Linked DNA regions of Mus musculus: all the other regions are linked to region 3. A link is a contact called in public HiChIP or PLAC-seq and promoter capture Hi-C data. All regions are on one chromosome and are shown on one strand. The core of a region is the stretch at or near the end of the contact, and the rest is flanking DNA. Distances in the headings are between cores, read along the strand shown. Region 1 overlaps Nsmce2 (NSE2/MMS21 homolog, SMC5-SMC6 complex SUMO ligase). Region 2 holds the start of Klhl38 (kelch-like 38). Region 3 holds the start of Ndufb9 (NADH:ubiquinone oxidoreductase subunit B9).

Region 1 (4,972 bases), core at 1,573-4,072, 590 kb before region 3:
TCAACTTAGAAGGGAAGACTTATCCCTGAATGTGAACAACTCCACTGCAAGTCCTGTTCATGGCTCTAGGGTGGATGACCCATCCTGCTATGCTATGCTGCCCTCTCTGCACCGTGAGGGAAACTCGCTAACTAGATCATACCCACAGACTTTAAGGAAGAAAGCAGGTTGCTGGTCAAAAGTTCTGAGTCCTTTAAGGCCATTTAATTTGTTTATGATTGTCACAAAGATTGTAGGCAGGGAGAACAGCTGAGACTGCATTCGCTGACCTATTCTGGAGATACCAGCAAGCTTCTTCCTGGGAAATGACGATGGTCTCCTGCCTGCAGCTGAGCTACTGTGAGGAAGATTATAACTGTGTCAGGCAGGGGCTGGAGGCAAGCACGCACTTGAAAAATTATTAAATTTATACATACAGTCACAAATGAACTACACCTATAATGCAATGCCCTTCACCAAATTGGATGTTCTAGTGTTTCTAATTATTTCTAACTAAAAGTGTTTCCTCAATTAGTCAACAAGTTGCTACTAAATCAAGTGCCTGAAATAAGTAATCTACATAATGTAAGGGTTTTTCCTGTCTGGGCCCCAAACAACTACTAAAAGCACAGGTGGGGGGTAAAAGTATCGCTAGAATGAGTCATCAGAACCGGTTTATACTATAACCAGCTGAACTTTAAATAGAACCTTTTTATTTTAAAATGAGCTTAGCACAACCATTTCTAAATGGTATTTTTTGTCTTAATACTGTGTACAATGAGAGGCAGTATGCAATGTTCACATTGTTAAAAAGAAAATCCTGATTGTTGGAATGGCTGCAGTCAACCCAGCTGTATTGTCTCAAATAAGCAGATGGCACAAAGGCTAATAGAGCGTTCAGTGAAAGAGCACAATAGGGCTAGCAGCTGCTGCAAACACAGGACACCTCCATGACACTAGAACAGCTCTGACAGTCCAGATCCACTTCCCGCATCTAGAAAGGCGGTTGCTGAGGAGGTACTGGGGCTTAGTTCTCTCTCCTCAGAAGCCAAAGGTTTATCAGGAACTCTTACCAAGGGTGGGAAGGGTTAGCGCTTGGCGAGCTTGCAATATCCATGTTCCTGCCTGTGCTACTAATAAGGAAGTGCTGAAAAATCACCATCACCATGTGTTAACTCAGAGCTGGGGGCGGGGGGGGGGGGGTTACACAAACAGTTCTCAGCTATGTGTCCGTCAACAAATCATCAACAACTACTCGATGAGAACAGAAAGGTGGTTTCTGCCCTTGGGGAACTTATTCTGAGATAGGAAATAAGAAGTGACAAACGACTGGGTGTGGTAGCTCATACCTGTAAAACTCATCACTTAGGGGACCGAGCCAGGATTGGCTTGATTTCCAGGCCAGCCTGGGCTACACAGTGAGACTTTCTCAACAAAACCAAACCAAAACAGAGACAAATCACACCAACAAACATGGTCCCTGTTCCAAGATCACTAACTTATGAACGGGGCCCCATGACTGGACTCAGGTTACCAAACCACCCGGCTCCTACGAGGTGACTTTCACAAGGACAAATACTTTCATGGCTGACAAAAGATCACTTTAGTCAAAGAGGGAGAAGTGTTAGAATTGTAGAATGTCCCTAGCCAAGCAAGCTCTCTACTGAAATGGCAGGTGAGCACGGGAAGCAGCCAGAGCTGTGCTCGTGTACACTGATTTCCTGACAAGGTTGGATGACACACTAGACTATTTTTAAAAATTATATGCTAGGATTTCAATCTGACTAGTGATTCAACTCAACTTCAAAAAAGAAGGAAGCTCACAGCAGTCTTTCTGTCTTGCTAAGCTTCTGCTGTTCCTGTCAGTCAGTCAGCGCCCAAATCCCAGACCTTTGCATTTGATGCAAATGTAGGCAGTCCTGACATGACTTACTCCTGGCCAGAGACTGCATTCTCTCTCTTAATAAAATGTGTGTACACAACAGACCTCACTATACATTTATTTCAGAGAAGACCTACGATGGTCCCCGAACGCTTCAGTAATGAGACCTTTCCATAAGAAAGCTACTTTTCTAACATCAGCATGGAGAAAGTTAAGGTTCCTGCGGCCCACCAGCCATGTGCTTGCACAGGGGAAAACCCAAGCCTTGAACTATCTCAGAGCTCCATCTGTTCTAACCGCCTCAAGCTACGGCTCAGCTCCCAGGTGCACCGAACCACATCTATCAAAATATTTACCCCTAAAATAACTTTGTAATAAGAGCGGAATGTCCTTTTTGATGATTTCCTTTGAAAAATACATACGTATTTAACCGGCAACTCCAAACTTTCAGAGAGGGCAGATTCCATGAATCTACGTAATAAAAGCCTCCCTTCACACTGTTATAGTTGCTCTACTATGAAGATTTACAAGCACAGAGCTTTATATGGCTTACATTTCCACATTTGTCTGTTTTGACTCTTGGCCTCCATATGATGGCAAGGATAGAGTGAGCCTTTAACAGAAATGCCACACTAAGGCTACAAGCTGCCAGTGAAAGCTACAAGATCTCTTGGCAATTTTTGGACAGGTTCAGGTGAATTTCAGCATCTGGGACTGGCATGTGTATTACAGATGGAAAAAGCAAAACAATACCCAAAGAAAGAGAAAAGCGGTCCTCCCAATTGAAGCAAAATCATACCAAAATCTACCCACCTCCCAGCCTCGGCCCAGCACTGAGGAAATACCTCTGCCATACTGTCAAAGCATAATCAGTTCCTAAAACAATGGCTCAGCGTTTGAGTCACCCAGAGCGTGAAGGGCAAGTGAAAGGTCAGTTCCGGCATGCTCCCACAAAGCAAACACGGAGCTTGAGCCAGCACCAGCCAGGCCTTGGCATGGCAACCACAGGGCTCGCTCACTTCAGCAACCCATGGGTTCTGCCCTCAGGCTTCTCCAGACCCCCCCCCCCCCCCACACACACACACACACTTCCTCTCCTCCAAAGGAACCAGGGAAAGCTGAGAAGCAAACCTGAGAGGAGGGCCAGGCCTGCTCAGAAGCAGCCCTCCATGCCACTGGAGAACCCAAAGATGGTGCAGTGCCTCCAGAACCAGTGGTCCTAGCTCCCAGAAGCTTCTGGAATTCCTTATGAGTACTTACTAGAACACCTTTCTTTCTCCCCGCCAGTCATTTCACTATAATCAACTAAAATCTGCACATGGTGGACACTGACAATGGATTTTTAAAGATCCCAAGTATGCTTATTATTTTAGATTCTCTGCCACTGACATTATATTTAACATCAAAAGTTGTACTAAAAAGTCAATTAAAATAATTTTCTAGCCAAAAATTTTTCAAAGAATTTTTGCGGATTTTTTGTCTTGGAACTCTTGGTCTTGGAACTCTCGGTGGCTGGCTATTCTTTTAATTTACAGTCTGCAGAGATGTCTTAGTAAGCACATGCGAGTTAAGCACTTAAAGAAGATGACAAAATCTTTGTTTATATGCAAACATATGTATGTATTTATCTGCAAACACACATTTAAACCTGTGATTGCTTTTGAGGTCTTTACAAAGAGGCTTCTCAGTTAGTCACCATATTCGTCATATCTAAGGACTACCAGTGCTTGACTGGAAGAGGCAGACAGGCTACTGGAGAAGGGGAGGCCCTCTGCAGGGAACAACAGAAAGATGCAAGTGAGATCTGAAGAACAGCCTAGTGATGAAGACGTTACCAGACTCATGTCCCAGAGCCTCCAACTCAGCAGACGGGAAATGGTCACTACGCAACAATCCCTTATGTATGTCCAACAAGGGTCACATAAAAGAAGAAACACTTCCACCCACCTGAGGAACTCATAACTTGTCTGAGGTTATAGAGCTAAGACTGGCATATGGAGTGTGAGACAGAAAGTGAAAACTGTCAAAGACCCCACATACCAGAAGCCCTCATGTAAGCAGTGGCAAGGAGGAGGGCGTAATGCACCTGGCACAGGAGCCACGCACAATGTCATTTCTGTAGAGACGCCCATGAGTGAACAGTGCCATGGAAGGCTAGGGGCATACTAAGGCTTTTCAGAAGTGACGGCATCGAGCAGGCTTGTGAAAGACAGGAAGTTCTTCCCCCTACAAGCAGAGTGACTTCTATGAGTTTTCTCTGCACATACGTATCAGGGATGACAGCACTAACTTCACTGGGCTTCTAGGGATGAGAAGAAAATAGACGCTGATGAATATACACAATGAAACCTTAAAAAGGAAATGCGTACATGCACATAGAACAGCAGCAGGGTCCAATCTACTCTCCTTTGTCTTTTGGCTTCTTCTCTGTTCAAATGTTCGTGGGCTTTCCACCATGGCAGACACTGTACCAGGCACTGTGTACATCATCAGGGAAAATACATGAAACATCGTTGTGTGCTCTTATCTAAGTGATATTCTGTAGCCAGAGATAGGAGGACAGCGGAGTGGGCAGAAGATGCAGTGTGACCAAAAGTAAAGCAAGAAGTAGGGCCTCAAAACAACCAGTCCTTTGCTCTGCAGAAGCAAGCGAGAAGGGGACTTGCCATCAGAGGGACTCATGGAAGGCCGCCAGGGAACAGGAAACGGGCTCAGCAACAGTATGGCAGAAGAGAAGATCTGAACGAGTTTAGTTTTGCTCCGCTGGTAAGGGCTCCCTGGAAGACTATAATGAAGCCATGCCTGGCAATGGCAGCTCACAGGGTTGGGAGCTGGGCAGATTAGGTGATCTTTGTCTGAGCAGCCAGTCTGTAGAAGGCTCAATCTGGAAGAGCTTGTGTTTCAGTTAAGAGTCCTGGAGCACTGGAGCAGGACAAAAGACAGGGGCTGGCTGGACCGATGGCACAGTGGGAGGTGAGGTGATCAAAGGAGCACAGAGTGCTGGTGACTGCTCTAGTAAATGGGCCAAGTATGCAGTGTAGGTTGGGCTGAATCACCGAGATGAGCAGCAGAGAACCAATAAATAACAGCTCCTGTCTTCCCTCCTTCCTG
Region 2 (5,037 bases), core at 471-2,970, 610 kb after region 3:
TTAGAAGCCAAGTCAGTCCTAACTCCCCAGTGGAGATACTAACACATATATGTGCATGGACTTATAAGCTGTCTGATGAAGCAAGTATAAAAATATGCAAGTGGGAGGTGTGTTTCTGGGAAGAGTCAGGAGACCAACCAGCCTCCTCCTAAGAAGCGCTCTTGACACGGGAGCCAGCAGAGGTGTGACATGGAGCCTGGCAAGTCCTGACTTGTCTTCCCAGAGGTTACTCTGTGCCAACAAGGTGGAGGTAGTAACAGTGGAGAAACTAGAAACAAGGACTGTCACAAAAGTCTGAGCAATGTGGGAAGAGGAAGCCAGGCCTTTATGTGGCTCACTCGTGACTAGAGCAATCATGGACAGCAGTGCCCAGATGAGTGACACATGCTTGTCCCGCCCCCAGCCCTTCTGGTGATCCAACGCTCATTACTGTGGACCTGACCGCCTCTGCCATTGCCTTCTTCACCCCCACCAGTATTTCCCTTCTCTTCTTTCTTCAGGTCCTCCTGCTCCTCCTCTTCTTTCCACCCTCTTTCCCTCTATAGTACCTTTTCTTCCTCCTCTTCCTCCTCATTCTTTCTCCCTCCCTCTCCTCCTTCCTCCCTCCCCTCCTTTCTCCTCAGCTTCTTCCTTCCATCCCTCTCTGTCTCCCTCCACCTTGCCTTCTCTTCCTCCTTCTCCCTCCTTCTTCAGTCTTTCTTTCCTCTCCATTTTATTTTTCTTATCTTCTCTTCCTCTTCCCTCCCTCCCTCTTGCTTTCTCTTTCCCTTCCTTCTTTCTCCATCCTTCCCTCCTCTTCACTCTCCTCTACCCCTTCTGATCCTCTCTTCTTCCTCCTCCTCCTTTCTCCTCATCCCATTCTCCACTGCTCTTTTTCCACCTGGATCACTGTGCCTTGCCCCTTGCATCTAACTCACTTCTGTCTGGTGAGAGGAGACAGAAAAGGAAGGCTGAGTGTAAGAGAGCCCAGCTGAAGAGCAGTTAGCAGGTATCCAGAAGGGGCAGGTGGCAGACTCAACAGTTGTTATAAGTCAGAATACACAAATAGGGAGCGAGAAAGGAAGGGAGGGAGGAAGGGAAGGAGGGAGGGAGGGAGGGAGGGAGGGGGGGAGACAGACAGACAGACATGGGGACAGAATGCCTGATTAGAGTCAGGACTTTCACAAGACTATACAGATTACTAAAAATATTTAAGAAGCAAGCAAGCAAGCAAGCAAGCAAGCAAGCAAGCAAGCAAGCAAGCAAAAAACAAGCAAAAAGAGCCTTTCCTCTGGGCTCCTTTGCCTTGATAGCCTAAAAGGGAAACTGGAGCCCTCACAGAAGTCCTCTCAGGCAGGAGGTGCTACATGGATGTCCCCTGAAGAGCACCCAGGGCTCTGTCCACTCTCTGCCCCTCCCATGAGCACCTGCTACCTCGACTGTGACCCAGAGCTGCCTTCAATGATTCTGCACAGGTCACAGCAACCTGTTTACAGACATCTAGAGTTCCCAGGCACTCTTAGGACAAGGGGCTCGGGATGTGTCCAAATGGGCAGCAAAGCCTTGTTCAGAGAACGCGTTCCTCTCTTTCTATTTATACCGATGTAAACACTCGCCAAGGAAACAAGGCATGTGGGCATGCGCAGCCCTGCAGGCCCTCGGGTGGCTGCAAAAGGCAACTGGAAAGTCACATGTCATAACATTGGAAAGTACATATGCGGCTATTCTTAGCCTTGGAATGTATACACTGTCTGCCTGCCCGGCAGCCCTTGTACAGAGCTCTAGAAACTGTGAAAGTGCCTGCAGCATAAACAAACCCAGAACTCTCCGAGGACAGAGAACTTGCCAACGGAAAGGCCCGGGCTTTATGGTTTTATTCCGAGCCTAAGGTAGAAATCTTGAGAGGACAAGACAGACCCAGCATCAGTGGATGTCACTGCAGCAAAACAAGGTAAGTGTCCCTCATATGTCATTTCTCAGCAGGCAGACAGCCAGTGTCACCAATAAACCACAGAAGTGTTTGGTCTTTGTTCTCTATTAATTGCATCTTTAAAATAAAAACCAAAGAGCCCAGAGTCTTCTATCTAGATCTTGCAGCAGCCCACTGTGACCCCATCACTTCTGTGACCAGATGACCACACCCTCGAATTCTAGCCTTGGTGAGCAACTAACCCTCAGAAAGATTCCTAGATGAATTACCTGGCAAATCTGATGAGAATCTGGACAAAAGTGTACCTTTCTTATCAAAGGCATGGACTATTCTCGTGTCAGGCTAATATGTGAGTCCCTGACTATTCACTTTGGTTGGAAGATGCCTGTGCATAGCTGGAGATGCTGTGTGTCTTTTATCTCTGAAGATAATAACAGCCTGAAGTAGATCACTCTGTGGTCTAGGGTGAGGGTGGTTTCCTCTTGGATGTACAATGTGGTCTACTGTTCGTGATTCCACTGTCTTGGTAAATAGATAGTGGTAAATAGATAAATGAGACTTGGAGCCCCCACAGCTAACCCTTCCAGTGTACTCTGTGAGAAAGCCTTGATTTTGCTTCCGTCTGAAGCATCCCTTCTTCTTTGTAGGATGGATGAGGAGTTACCAGATGGGGTTGTCTTCAAAGACCACAGCTTCTCCTCTGACTTGTTAAGACAGCTCAATGGCTTAAGACAAAGCAAGATCCTGACTGATGTGAGCATCTGCTCCGGGGCCTGGGAGGTCCCTTGTCACCGCAGTGTGCTGGCCTCCAGCAGCCCCTACTTCAAGGCCATGTTCTGCAGCCACTTCCGGGAGAGCAGAGAGGCCAAAGTGCAGATGAAAGGCATCAGTTCCACAACTCTGGAGCAGGTCATTACGTATGTGTATACGGGAGAGGTTCATATCTCAGCTGCCAACGTCCTCCCACTGATGGAGGCTGCTGCCATGCTGCAGTATCCCCGGGTGTTTGAGGCCTGCTCCTCATACCTCCAGAGCCAGCTGGCCCCCAGCAATTGCCTGGGCCTAGTCAGACTCGCAGAAATCTTAAGCTGTGACAGCCTTAAGAAGAAAGCGAAGGAGGTGGCCCTGACTTACTTCCCAGAGGTGGCAGCATCAGCTGACCTGAAGGAGCTCTGCGCCATGGAGCTGAGGGACTACCTGGGAGATGACAGGCTCTGTGGTGAGGAGGAAAAGGTGTTCGAGGCCCTCATGGCTTGGGTGAAGCATGACCTTCAAGCCCGGTGGAGGCACATGCAGGAACTGCTGCAGCAGGTCCGCCTGCAGTACATCCACCCAGCCTTCTTCCATCACTTCATTGCCAATGACGCCCTCCTCCAGTCCTCGCCTGCTTGCCAGGCCATCCTGGAGATGGCCAGGAAACAGATCTTCTCTTTGTATGGTCCCAGTGCCCAGGATTGTAAACTCCTATGGCGCATGCCCCCAAGGAGCTCCTACCAAGACTTCCTCCTCCTCCTTGGGGGACGGAAGGACAACCAGCAGACCACCAGGGATGTCTTGCTCTACAGTGGACAGACTGGCCAGTGGCAGAGCCTAGCCAAGCTTCCCATACGGTTGTACAAGGCCTCAGCTGTCACCTTGCACCGGAGCGTCTATGTGCTCGGGGGCATGACTGTCAGTGAGGGAAAGAGTCTCATTAGCTGTGGTGTGTATATCTTTTCTCTGAAACTCAACCAGTGGAGGGTGGGGGAGCCCATGCTGGCAGCCCGCTACTCCCACAGAAGCACCACCCACAGGAACTTCATCTTCTCCATTGGGGGTACTGGAGAAGGGCAGGAGCTTCTGGCCTCCATGGAGAGGTATGACAGCATCCGTGACGTCTGGGAGAGCATGGCTGGCATGCCAGTGGCTGTGCTCCACCCTGCCGTAGCAGTGAAGGACCAAAGACTCTATCTTTTTGGGGGTGAGGACATCATGCAGAACCCTGTACGCCTTATCCAGGTAATCTGTAAGTCCTTTTCATCATGTTAGCACCAAGTGTGTTTGCACACACATGCACAGATGTATATAATACATATATAAATAAACATGCCTAATATAATGGCATATATATATATATATGCACACATATACATGTGTGTCTTTAGTCGTGTGAACAAGCATTCACATCCATATATATAACAACATGAACATGCACACATATACATATATGCACATATAGAATTATATACAGATATACTCACTCACATGCATATATACATATATATAGTATATACATACAAGCATATATATGTGTGCATGAATTCAGTCATGTGTATATTCATTCACTTGAACATATATATAGCAAATAGCATAAATATACATACATACACACACATGCACACAACAATTACATGACATACTCATATATGTATTTATAAATATATAATGGCATACATATGCAGACATATACATACATGCAGACATAATGACAAACATGCACACATACATATGCATGTACATATTCATGGGTATGCATGTGCATACATATTGTGTATATATATATATGCCTGCATTATGTATGTATATACTTATGTGTACATGAATTCATATGCATTTATATAACTGCATATATATGCCCAGATGTCATAAATATGTATGTGTATACATGCATTCTTGTATACTTATATACATAAACATATCTTTACACACATGTATGTTTACATGTAGGCATTTGTGTGTACATCCATATAATTATTTTTATCATGACATGCACATGTGCATATATACACCTCTGTGAATGCAGACACAAAATGGAACATACACATTTATACATATGAGCATATATATGCCCATTTGTGCACATATATGAACATGTGTGCACATAAATACATACATATGTAGAAATATGTGCACATATAAGAACAAATACATATGTGTGTGTATACACATACTCACACAGGCACACATCCAGAATGCACACATACATGCACACATTTACCTTTTGCAGAGAATGAAGAAAAGGAACTTTTCAGTGTTGTAATTTTAGGAATTCTTATTGTGAGACGAGTGCACCCCCATCCACATACAGCTTGTTTTCACTTGAAGGAAAAATTACCTAGAAGATCAGGCTGAAACAAATTAAGCAAAGT
Region 3 (4,950 bases), core at 1,936-4,435:
TCTACCAGTATACCCACCAACACCAATACATACATATATCACACACCACATATACGTATACATTAGTGTGTGTGTATGTAAAAGTTATTATTGGACCATTTCTGATTGTAAGCAATGAATAGCTGAGGGCAAGCAGAAACCAGAGATAAGAGAGAACGCCTTAAAGAGCTATGTGGCTGAAACATTAAAGGTGTCCAAGAGAGCTGGCGTCCCTCCTCTCTGGCTCACATCTACTAAACACCAAGGGTTATGGAAACATTACCTGAGTCTCTCAGCAATGCTCAGTACCAATCCAAACTGGCTAACTTGAAGTTCCCCAAATGAGCTATGTACCAAATACTTTAAGCATTGTGCTTTGCCAAAAGTACACTGCCAAACCTTAGAGCTGAATTTATGAAAAGAAGAGAGGAAAAAGTTCAGCGGTCAGGGAAAAATCTGGCCACGGCTCAAATGGCACATGGTATATAAGGCAGAGGTGTGGGCCTGGGGACAAGGCTGGAGTCCTGCCAGGTACCCTTCACCTACCTTGTAGCACTCATATCTCTCGAAGGAAGTGCCCCCCGGAGAGTCTGGGAAGATATACGGCTGAGGATGCTGATTCTGCCAGAATTCTTCTTCTGCCTCCCTCAGCAGCTGGGTAGCCCTCATCATATCCTTCTCATTCTTATGTTCTTCAAACCGGGCTCTCATCAAGCAAGCAAAGTACCGGTACTTGTCCCTTAAATCGAAATGAGTGTGGACATCAGAACCGTTATCTACTTGAGTGGGCAGCACTTATCAATGCATGCCAGATGAGCACCTTTCTGGCACCTCATCAACTTCAGGCCGCCGTGAGCTCTTCCTCCGTGGCCCTCGGAACAGCAACAGATGCTGAACTAGTACAGCCGGGCCACTTCCCCATCATCAGTAACAGCACGGTGCATTAAGTGCAATCCTCTCTCCTCTAAGGATTTCGACAGGAAAGGAAAAGGTGACAACCTTTGCAGGTTCATTCGATAGGCACTCATTGGCGACTACCACAGGTCCTCTCATCTTCTGCTAGATCACCCGTGCCATCTCCAGGATTTGGCACAGCATCTAGCAAAAGATGGGAAGACCCGTGTCGCTGTCAGACAAGACCCAAGAAAACAAAACAAAATACCCATCCAGACCACCAAGTCATGAGAGGGAGCCTCTCTAGACTACTGCTAAACGAGCTGTATAGTCTGGGAGAGTTACTTAATGGAAAGGCTGACATACACATTTCAAGAGCATATATACAAAAGTACACTTCACAAAGTGGTTGGCAGGTTTCAAGTTCTCAGTGATACAACAGTCATTACACCAAAAAAAAAAAAAAAAAATTTACAAAAAGCAGTGTCCAATAAGGTCCAATGTATGAGGATGTGTGTTAGAGGCAGAAGGGGAACTAGGGAACCCTTGAGGTCACCTAGACAGCTGAATTGCTAGTAATGTCATTAGCTGGAAATTTGAGAATATAATCAGCATGAGGAATTAAAAAAAAAAAAAGCTTGGTTTTAAAGAATTTGGATAAACTCAGTTTAGTAGATAGCAGATGACCTCATAGACAACTAGAAATACAGCTAATTCAAGCACCAACACTGAGGACATCCTAAGGAGACACAGTGCCTAAGACAGAGCCTTAGGCGGAACCAGTGAATGTCCTAGAAGACAAATGAGGGCTAGGGGGATGTGGCTCAGTAGGTAAAGTACCATGCAAGCATTAGGACCGAGTTTGGAGTCCTAAAACCCACGTAAAGCTAGACATGGGAGCACACATCAGTGGTCCCAGCACCCCTCCTCAGGACGACAGGATGTGACAGATGCCCACAAGTTTACAGGCCAGCTGGCCTAGCATGCCAGCAGTGCTGTCCCAACAAGGAGGAAGGCAAGGTTGTCACACAGGTGATATCAACACGGGTTTTTTTGTTTGTTTTGTTTTAAGGGAACTGATGCGGACAAGGACTAAGAAAAGATGTCAGCTTTCAAATCTGTTAGTGCTGTCATAGTAGCTAGTTTGATTATTCCCTCCATGAATATGAGCCCTAATATCTCCAACTGTACTATAACACTGTCTGGATTCTTGAAGTCTTAACTTCTTCAGTAACACTGTTCCTTCTGAGTTTCCCCGTCACGTTCCCCGTTAATCCATGGGATTGCAGCTCAAAATCAAGGGTTAACTGTCATTTATTTGCCATCCAGAATGGACGCTGAATTGCAAATTCTGTTAAATAAATAAGAAAAACTTAGGAAAGAAGCTAGCAACTGTTCAGCATTGTACACTGCACCAGCCTGCATAACAAAGAGATGTAACCACAAACTTGTATCCTAGGATTCCAGGGTTACCCTCTGCAGGTCTTACAGGGTTACTTGATTTTCCATCTTTTTCTTGGAAGTCCTCCTTGTGGGATTAGGTTTTAGGGTAAGAGTGTAGCGGTATGGGACTTACACATCTTCGGTTGTCACTGCCCCTTGCATTTCTTTTAGGTCATGAAAGTCTACACGTTTTAACACTATATTGTTGTTTGTTTGTTTGTAAGAAGGGTATTTTTTTTTTTTTGGCCTAGCCTCAAACTCATAATGTAATGGAGAATATCTGTCTCCCCCAACATATGCCACCGTATGAGACTTAACGAGAAGACTAGTAACAATGGTTAAAGAAATAAAATGACGTAGGAGGTGGAATAGAATGAGCCTGCTTATCTGTAAAATCAGGCTAAAATAATCACTAATATCTGAGTTACTCTGCAAACTAAAGATAATGGACAAATTACTGTTAAGGTTAGGGACGACAGAGTCATAAAAACGTTAGCTTTAGATCCATGACAATGACAGTCCTAGGTACTTTTTATTTCTTCATGCAACTTTCTACGCTGGGTCCTGGTTGCGCCCCACACAATCATCTCCGCCAGATCAAGCAGAGAGGACTGCATCGGGACCCGGGTTCAAGGGCGGGCTCCCTTCACTGTGTCCCCCAAGTCCTTGATCAGCCTGGCCCACGGGGCCCCTCGGCTTCCGTCCCCGAGCCCCGGGTCCCCTCTCCCCACCTGTGGATACACCATGACTCGAGGTGGCGCAGCGCGCGCTTATACAGCCGCAGCACCTTCTGCTGGTGGGTCAGGTAGGCCGGGGGAGCGCAGAACGCCATAGCGTCCGGCTCACCTTCAGCGGCCGCCGCGGGGGCTGCCGGGAACCCGGAAGCGGGCGGTTGTGAGGCGGAACCGGAAGGACGAGCGTGCTCTGAGCCACTTCCGCTTTTCCCTGGGAGGAGCCTGCCGCGCCGTCATGAGTCTCTTCAAGTTCGTGGGTAAGGGCAGGTTTGTCTTGGTCGTGAGCCTCGCTGACAGTCCCGGGTCCCCTTTTCGCGGCATGGCCTTTCCAGGGCACGGAAGATGCCCGGAGGCCTCGCGTGCTGGCAATGACTGATCTGGTTCTTGCTGGAGGATGGTTTCCCTAGTGCATGTTCATTTATGAGCATTCCCGGGCAATGAATCATTGTGACTTGTGCTTTTTTTGTGTGTGTTTAATTCAACTGGAAAGAGAGGAATAGGTGTGGGGTGTGCTTCAGCCGTAGACTGATCGCCTAGCATGGGCTAGTCCCCGAGTCCTCCCATCTCTCAAAAAGCACCGCCCCCCAAGCCAATCACTTTTCTTCTGTCTTTCGTGAACTCTTCTACATGGCCGGCCTGACAGTCCCTCCAAGGTACCGGTTCACTCAGTCATCCCTTCATACCACAGACAACTCTGGGAGGCTTGACATTGAGTCCCGGGAATGTGGCCAAGTCCTGCTCACAGGCCATCTAGACATAAACGGGAGTCCTCAGACGGGAGGGGGTGGCAAATTGTGTCGCCTCGCAAGTTCCACGATCCATCCGACAGCTGGAGAGTGCGGCAAGGATTCAAAATGGGGGACATTGTAAGAGTCAGGGTTGGAAGGATAACTTGGAACCCTAAAGTCTCGATTACTTAAATTTCACTTCTATTGGGAGTGGCGTTCCAATGAAGGCTTTTCAGCAAATCTTTGAGTGCCAGTTGTACGGAAAGAGTCTTGCCTTCTGGGATACCGATGTGGGTAGTCTCAGTATGAACCTCGTCGTTGTGGACTTTCCCTGCTATTTAAGGGTGGGAAGTGACAGGGAGGAGGTTACCCTGATAGTCGTTTTGTAGATTTTGTGGCAGATAAGGGGACGAATGTAAGTATTTCAGGTTTTGCAAACAGGGAAAAGAATAGAAAAAGAGAAATGGGATGGTTGTGCATAGCATTTAGCACTGACTGTTCATGCCTGTTGTGGGAAGTGAAGACCCAAAGATGGCAGGTTAAGAAATACCTAGGCCATCTGGATCTAATAGATTAGGTCCATTCGTGAGTTAAAGGACATCCAAATAGAGACATCCTCCGAGCACTCAAAAGTGGAATCAGGAGAGTGGTTAAGGTTATACAGTAAAATCTGAGAGACACCTTAAGCAATATATTTTCCCAAGACACTGTATTTAAATATGGAGTTGTGAGAAATCTAGTCGTGAGTTAGTTTCCACACCAGAGACGTGAGGCCTATGGCCAGTCAAAGCAAACGTGGGGAGAATGTTAGCAGGTTTTTCAAAAACTCTGTGAGAAAGCCTGAAGTGAAGGTTAGGTGTTCTGGGTTCTTGATGTGATGTGCTAGGAAGTGGTATGTCCTGGAGAGGGCACAAGAGCCCTCACTCCTCACCTCATACTGTCTGTCCCTGTTCCTGGTTGTTAAGAGTCTACGCTGGGCGTTTCCAGGTTCGTGGTTGCTTATCCAAAGAACTAAAGAGAAGGGCTCACACAGACTTACAGAATAAGTGAGGAAACCTTATTTTGTGGAGCAATAATATATATTAAAAAGCGGAATGAAGGGTTTTTGTTGTTGTTTTTGAGACGGGGTTGCTCTGTAGTTCTGGCTGTCCTGAACTCACTCTGTAGACCAG

Evidence for each region. Promoter capture Hi-C pulls out the DNA fragments that hold promoters and counts their contacts. HiChIP or PLAC-seq counts read pairs in DNA pulled down with a chosen protein or histone mark.
Region 1: a promoter capture Hi-C map of pre-B cells shows a contact between it and region 3, with 4 times the contacts expected there. The contact joins the enhancer-like site here to the promoter of Ndufb9 in region 3. A contact is called at or near these places in 5 of 39 promoter capture datasets (the 3T3-L1 cell line, liver, pre-B cells and 1 more), 5 of 115 datasets of contacts at active chromatin or transcription factors (double positive thymocytes, large pre-B cells, microglia and 2 more) and 1 of 9 other capture datasets (adipose tissue).
Region 2: a contact with region 3 is called in a FOXA1 HiChIP or PLAC-seq map of pancreatic cancer cells. The contact joins the promoter of Klhl38 here to the promoter of Ndufb9 in region 3. A contact is called at or near these places in 3 of 39 promoter capture datasets (cranial neural crest, maxillary cranial neural crest and second pharyngeal arch cranial neural crest) and 1 of 115 datasets of contacts at active chromatin or transcription factors (pancreatic cancer cells).

What each region holds. Positions count from the first base shown.
Region 1 is chr15:59,522,046-59,527,017 of GRCm38.p6, reverse strand. The region is part of intron 4 of Nsmce2 (NSE2/MMS21 homolog, SMC5-SMC6 complex SUMO ligase); the gene reads right to left. Among named protein-coding and RNA genes, the nearest start is that of Gm36677, 94 kb to the left of the region's middle. Within about 2 kb of position 2,822, at least 149 of the 459 cell types and tissues checked have an H3K27ac peak or open chromatin away from gene starts, as enhancers often do. A contact at or near this core is called in adipose tissue, double positive thymocytes, liver and 3 more, where this site is marked.
Region 2 is chr15:58,320,852-58,325,888 of GRCm38.p6, reverse strand. It overlaps Klhl38 (kelch-like 38), which reads left to right and starts at 1,720. Exons shown (of 4, transcript NM_177755.3): 1 at 1,720-1,930; 2 at 2,557-3,907. The coding sequence starts at 2,558.
Region 3 is chr15:58,932,036-58,936,985 of GRCm38.p6, reverse strand. It overlaps Ndufb9 (NADH:ubiquinone oxidoreductase subunit B9), which reads right to left and starts at 3,185. Exons shown (of 4, transcript NM_023172.4): 1 at 3,048-3,185; 2 at 526-718. The coding sequence starts at 3,148. It overlaps Tatdn1 (TatD DNase domain containing 1), which reads left to right and starts at 3,248. Exons shown (of 12, transcript NM_001368428.1): 1 at 3,248-3,307. The coding sequence starts at 3,286. Gm36559 (a long non-coding RNA gene) reads left to right here and starts at 3,710. Exons shown (of 2, transcript XR_875364.2): 1 at 3,710-4,950.